Linked DNA regions of Canis lupus: region 2 is linked to region 1. A link is a contact called in public Hi-C data. All regions are on one chromosome and are shown on one strand. The core of a region is the stretch at or near the end of the contact, and the rest is flanking DNA. Distances in the headings are between cores, read along the strand shown. Region 1 holds the start of SSBP1 (single stranded DNA binding protein 1). Region 2 holds the start of AGK (acylglycerol kinase, mitochondrial).

The links. A called contact is a pair of places that touch in the nucleus more often than the background predicts.
Region 2: a Hi-C map of blood shows a contact between it and region 1, with 8 times the contacts expected there. The contact joins the promoter of AGK here to the promoter of SSBP1 in region 1. A contact is called at or near these places in 2 of 9 Hi-C or Micro-C datasets (both in blood).

What each region holds. Positions count from the first base shown.
Region 1 is chr16:7,245,028-7,247,990 of UU_Cfam_GSD_1.0, reverse strand. It overlaps SSBP1 (single stranded DNA binding protein 1), which reads left to right and starts at 1,504. Exons shown (of 7, transcript NM_001252279.1): 1 at 1,504-1,639; 2 at 2,261-2,327. The coding sequence starts at 2,304.
Region 2 is chr16:7,420,933-7,423,895 of UU_Cfam_GSD_1.0, reverse strand. It overlaps AGK (acylglycerol kinase, mitochondrial), which reads left to right and starts at 1,480. Exons shown (of 20, transcript XR_005371229.1): 1 at 1,480-1,596.

The DNA.
Region 1 (2,963 bases), core at 255-2,754:
AGGAGCTGAACATTGTGAAGGTAGAGGTTAAACGGGAGGTAAGCGTCTAGCATGTACCAGCTCGTCAGCCAGGCTTTTAGGAGCAGGTTAAAATGTCCATTGGAAGCCATGTTAAGTAGTCTGTGTTTTCTCCTTTTGAGACAAAAATGGGCCAGTGAGGACCTCTCTAGGTATAGGGTCCCCAGATGGCAATTTGCTTGTTAGACTGGTCTGGCGGGGAACCCAGGACAGGCCCCCGGGGCCAGCAGAGGAGAGGCCTGGGGAGGCCGCCTCTGGCCCAGGTCCTGCAACCTGGACCACCCCAGTACCCTCCCACTGAGCAGGACCCAGGCTGACGGTGCCAAGAAACACAGCAACCAAGCTCAAGGACACTTTAATGCAATATTTTAAAGATATTAAAATTAGGGCAGCCTGGGTGGCTCAGCGGTTTAGCTCCACCTTCAGCCCAGGGCCTGACCCCGGGGGCCAGGGGTTGAGTCCCATGTGGGGCTCCCTGCATGGAGCCTGCTTCTCCCTCTGCCTGTGTCTCTGCCTCTCTCTGTGTGTCTCATGAATAAATAAATAAAATCTTAAAAAAGAAAAAAAAAACAAAGATTGCAACTTGGTTAAGAGACATGGTCGCACATGCAAGGCCCACGGCTGGAAAGAAGGAAAGCATAATAAGTAGATTGCTGTAAATATTATGCATCAATTTACTTCCAGGGAAGCCAGGAAAGTAGAACTACACTGACTTCTGGTTTTGGCATAAATAATATAAACTTAATGGGGTGCGTTTTAATAAACCTTCTCTTCGAATTTTCGATATTCAAGTATTTTAATATCATGGAATTTTTTTTTTTTTTTTTGGTGGGGGAGGTATATGTAAAAACGAACGTTTTTTTTTCCCCCCTCTTGTGCCTCAGGATTCAATATGGCTCAGAATTTAATTAAAATTTTGCTTTTTTTTTAAAAAAAATTATTTTTATTTTTATTTTTTGTTCATCACAGATTTCTTTTTTGAACTAACATTCTTAAAAATCTCACCCTGACTCTTCCTGAAATATTATTTTGATCGCCAATTTTTTTTTTTTTTTTTTTTTTTTTGCATCCCCTTAATTTTTCCTTTCTCAGCTCGACTTCCTCCCCCGGGTTTCCCCGCTGCAGGCCTGCCTGGACCTGCGCAGGCTCCCCCCGCAGGCGGAGCATCCTTTGCCCTCGCCCACCTCGGCCCCTCCTGGGCCACAGGGGAAGCTCGTCCAATCATTTCATTTTATTAGAAACTTGAAATCACTTCCGCTACTCACCGCTCGGCGGCGTTGCCTCATCCGCTTCCGCCCGGAGGTGGAAAAAAAAAAAAAAAAAAAAAAAAAGAAGCTGGCGGAACTACCGCGTCGCTTCCGGAAGCGCTGCCCGGAGCGTTTCTACGACGCACGCCGCAGCCGTTCCGCGTTCTCATTCCTCTCGCGAGGCGTGCGTTCTCCCTGTCCCCCGGAAGTGCTTGTGGCGGTGACGCTGAACCCGCGAGAGCTTCCGGTGCGGGAGGGGGCGAGCGGGAGCTCGTCGCTGCTGATGGCGAGGAGGTGCTGCGGCTGCTGTGTGTGTGTCTCGGCTCTTCTTCTCCCCCGTGCGGAGGACTTCAGGGTTTTCTGTCACTTCCCAGGTCCTTTTACGGGGTGGGTTAGGAGCGCCACCTTTGGGAAGGGGACCCGCCCGTCCCTGCGGGGAGGCCGGGGCCGGGGGGGTGGGGGGGAGTCCCGGGGTCTCCGTGGGCTTTGCCACCGGCATGGAGGGCGGTGATTTTAGCAGCTCCAGGTTTCAGATTTACATCCCTTGGTGACGTTGTCATACTTGGTGGGCCTCCACTATGGGTCAGGAACAAACTTAGGAGCGTTGGATGTGGCAGTCAATATAAATCAGCCCTGGGAAGGGGGGGGGCTTGCATTTTTATTTTCTTACATATATATATATTTTTAATTGGGAACTCAAGGGGGCTTGCATTTTGCTGGAATTTGAGAAGACCGTGGAATGCGAGTGGGGAAAAAAAAATCAGTTTTTTTTTTTTTTTGGTAGGAGTTAGAGGAAGAAGCAAGGGGAGTAAAAACGACTTCAACTTCTTTTTTTTTTTTTTTTCATTTGAGAGGAAGAGTCCTGGTAAAATGTGCAGGGATGTTTATGGTCGCGAGGGGGACTGCGTAAAATTAGGAATGTAGTCGGGACGTTAGGATTAGTGGGTTTGTGCTCTTGCTCTAAGTGACATCTCTCTCTCTCTCTTTTTTTCCAGGGGAAGACCACACACTACACTGTAGGAAAAGCAAATAGAAGCCATGTTTCGAAGACCCGTATTACAGGTAATCAGTCGCTTCTCCGTGATGGTGTTGAGATGCGTTCTCGTCCAGCACAGGTGATGAGGCTTCTTCAGGGTTTTGACCTCGGTAGGCGAAGGACCTACGAGAGGGAGATGTGTACTCCTTTGCTAGGATCAGGGGCAGATTTCATCTGAGTAAATGCTGTTCTCAAAGACAACAAAGGTTTTCCAGCTTGCCTATATAACGGGAGTCAATTTTTTATTTTTATTTTTTATTTATTTTTTTGGGGGGGAGTCAATTTTTTAAAACACGTAACTTGCGTTTACATCAGTTACAGAGCCTTTACTGTCTTGCGTGAGCTAAAGACTAGGAGAGTCATTTCCAGCATTCTTCTCTGAGGCATGCGGTTCCTTTTTTTTTTTTTTTTTTTTTTTCTTTTTTCTTTTAAAGATTTTTTTTATTTATTCATGGGAGACACAGGCAGAGGGAGAAGCAGGCTCCGTGCAGGGAGCCCGATGCGGGACTTGATCCCGGGTCTCCAGGATCACACCCTGGGCTGAAGGCTGGTGCTCAACTGCTGAGCCACCCGGGCTGCCCATGGGGTTCCTTTTTTGACCACCGGCCTCCCCCGCCCTCATCTTTCCACCCCATCTCCCTGTGCTAAGGGCTGCAGCGGAA
Region 2 (2,963 bases), core at 231-2,730, 180 kb before region 1:
GCTCTGTGTTCTCCCTCCCATGGAGGGGCTGCCTCTCTCCTGGGGTGTCGTTTTCTCCCAGGTGGATTGACCTGCTGCCCTTCTTCACAGGCCTTCTGGGCACCTGCTTTGTGATGCCTGATGTTTCCAACTGTCCATGGCTCCAACTCAAATAAAATCAAGTTCTCCTCTCCTAAGTTTTAAGAGAAAACTTTTGGGCAGCCTGGGCGGCTCAGTGGTTTAGCGCCTGCCTTCAGCCCAGGGCCTGATCCTGGAGACCCGGGATGGAGTCCACGTCAGGCCCCCTGCATGGAGCCTGCTTCCCCCTCTGCCTGTGTCTGTGTCTCTGCCTCTCTCTCTCATGAATAAATAAATAAAATAAAATAAAATAAAAAGAGAGAGAGAGAGAGAAAATTTCTCTTTAGATTTTCTGGTTGGGAAGTTATGGTACGTTCGTTCATCCGAAGAGAACGTTTCTCATTTTTGGAAACCACTGTTTTGCGGAAGCCCTAAAGCTTAGTCTGCCCATTGGGCCATCCGGCGCGAAGTCTTCAGATTTTTCTAGCCTTACAGGGATGCAGTTCGGCAACTCATTTTCAAGAGCACATGTCCTAAATAGCTGGGAGAAGAGAAGTGGCAAGAACTGTCTCCCATACCTTTAGTATCACAACATTTTATAGCTAGAAGATGTGTTTTACGATGATCTTCTTAGCGCCTACTTTACAGACAGAGGAGAGAGGGCTGCAAGTTCCCATGACCTAGGGTGGCCCAGTGAGGATTGGAACCTGGTAGGGTAGGGTGGGCCCTACCGCACTATACCCGCTGGATGTTGCGGTGCTTCCTAAGACAAGCATGTAGGGGAAGCCAGGGAGGACGCACGTTTACCTGGAGCAAACGGGGAAGGCAGGAACCACGCGGGGTTCCACGCGGCAGCGCCCCGCACTCATCAAAGTTGTTTGGAGGAATGATGGGGAAGGAGGGAGGTAGGAAGGAGGTAGGAGGGCAGCCTGGACGGGCTGGCGTGGTGCCAAGGCTAACGCGGGGGTGCGGGACTCGAACTGCCGTCGGCCCCGGCTCCTCCGCGCGGCCGGAGAGCGATGCTGGCAAGTACGGCAGGTGCCGTCACCCCCGGGCTCCCCCCGCACGCGCCCCGGGCCGCTCGGTGTCCCGTGCAGGCCGCCCTCCGCCCTCCGCCGCCCGGGGCGCACCTGCCGGCGCGGCACCTGCTCCCCCTCCCATCAGCCCCCCCCCCCCCCCCCCCCGGCGGGGCCAACGCGGGCGCCCGCTGTCCGACAGCTCGGGGCGGGGGGCGGGGGGCGGGTTGTGTTTTGTTCTGTCGTTTCCTCCTGCACGTGCCCGGCTCCGTGGTTTTCCGACACCGCCGGGTCCCGAGACACCGCCCTCCCCGAAACTCCGCGGGCGCCGGGCGGGGCGGCGGGCGGCGGGCGCCGGAGAAGGGGCGGCCCCCGGCGGGCTCCCGCGCAGCACGGTCCGCGGGCGGGCGGGCGGGCGGGCGCAGCGGAACCCGAGGGCGGCGGCGCCGCGGTTTCCCTTAAAGGCGCGGGGGAAGCGTGAGGGAGCACACAGGAAGCCGGGGCGGCGAGCGGGAGCGGCCGGGTGAGCGGCGCGGGGCCGGGGCCGGGGCCGGGGCGAGCGGCGGGGCCCGCGGGAGGCCTCTGGGGGGTGGGGCGGAGCGGCGGGGGCGCCCCCGGGGCCGGAGGATGGGGGCGGGGCGGCGGGGGGCCTCCCCCGGGGCCGGGGGTGCGGCCGGGGCTGCCTCAGAGCGGGGGGCGGGGCGGAGCGGAGCGGCGGGAGCCGCCCCTGGGGTCGGGGTGGGGGCGGGGCCGGGGTCCCGGGGGTCCCCCTGGGAGTCAGCTGGCCTGGGAGCTGGGCCCCGAGCCGTCGCTGCCCTGGGCGACTCCCCCGCCCCCTGTCCCCTCTGGGCCTTTCCGGGCGGTTTGGTGGATGGGTCGGTTCATTCATTCCTGGTGCTTTACCTGGTTGTGTTTGCTGGAGGCGCCTGCCCACCAGAAATTGGGAGGGTTTTTTTTTTTTTTTAAATATTTTGTTTATTTATTCATGAGAGGCAGAGAGGCAGAGACCCAGGCAGAGGGCGAAGCAGGCTCCACGCAGGGAGCCCGACGCGGGACTCGATCCCGGGTCCCCAGGGTCACGCCCTGGGCCGAAGGCACGTGCTCGACCCCTGAGCCACCCGGAGGCCCCAGACGCGAGATGTTCATTTGAACGCATCACATTCAGATCTTACCCGAGATTGAGGAGTAAGAATACTGCTGGGTACTTAGAGGAAGTATGCACCGCTGGTTAATAGAGTGCACATTGCCGTGACAACTTAGATACAGATGAGATCTTTTTATCCAGATCACTTAATCAGAGCAGGTGTTGTATCCTCATTTTACTATCGAGTAACGTGGGTTCACAGCCCCAGCAGGTGTGATTTTTGCAGCCAGCTGAGTTGATCAGAGCAGATGCCGTCTTCCCATTTTACGAACAGGGAAAGGGAGGTGGAGGCCGAATGACTTACCCAGGTTCTCACCGCCTGGAAGTGAGAGAGCTGCCCTGGCATCTAGGCCTCAGGATCCTCGCACCGCTGCTCATTCCGCTATACTCGCTTGCCTGCGAAAAAAGTGTTTCCACATTTTTGTGAATGAAGCACTGTTCTGTAACAAAAAAGGAGTTCCATTGGCTCGTGGATGGCCTGTAAACAGACTTTTTTTTTTTTTTATCAACTCTCAGGTTGTTCTCTAACAGTATTGGCATACCCCCCGCCCCCCCCCCCATCCTTGCCTCCGGTGGTTTTTGGACCTCCTCCACACGGACAAGGCCCAGATCTCTATCTCCCACCCAATTTCTCCTAGCTTCAAACTGCTAAATCCAGACTGGTCATTTGGATAGCCACTTGGGTATCCTGCAGGCATCTCAAATCCACCATCTTCTCAACTGCACACACTACCCTTCTCCACAAA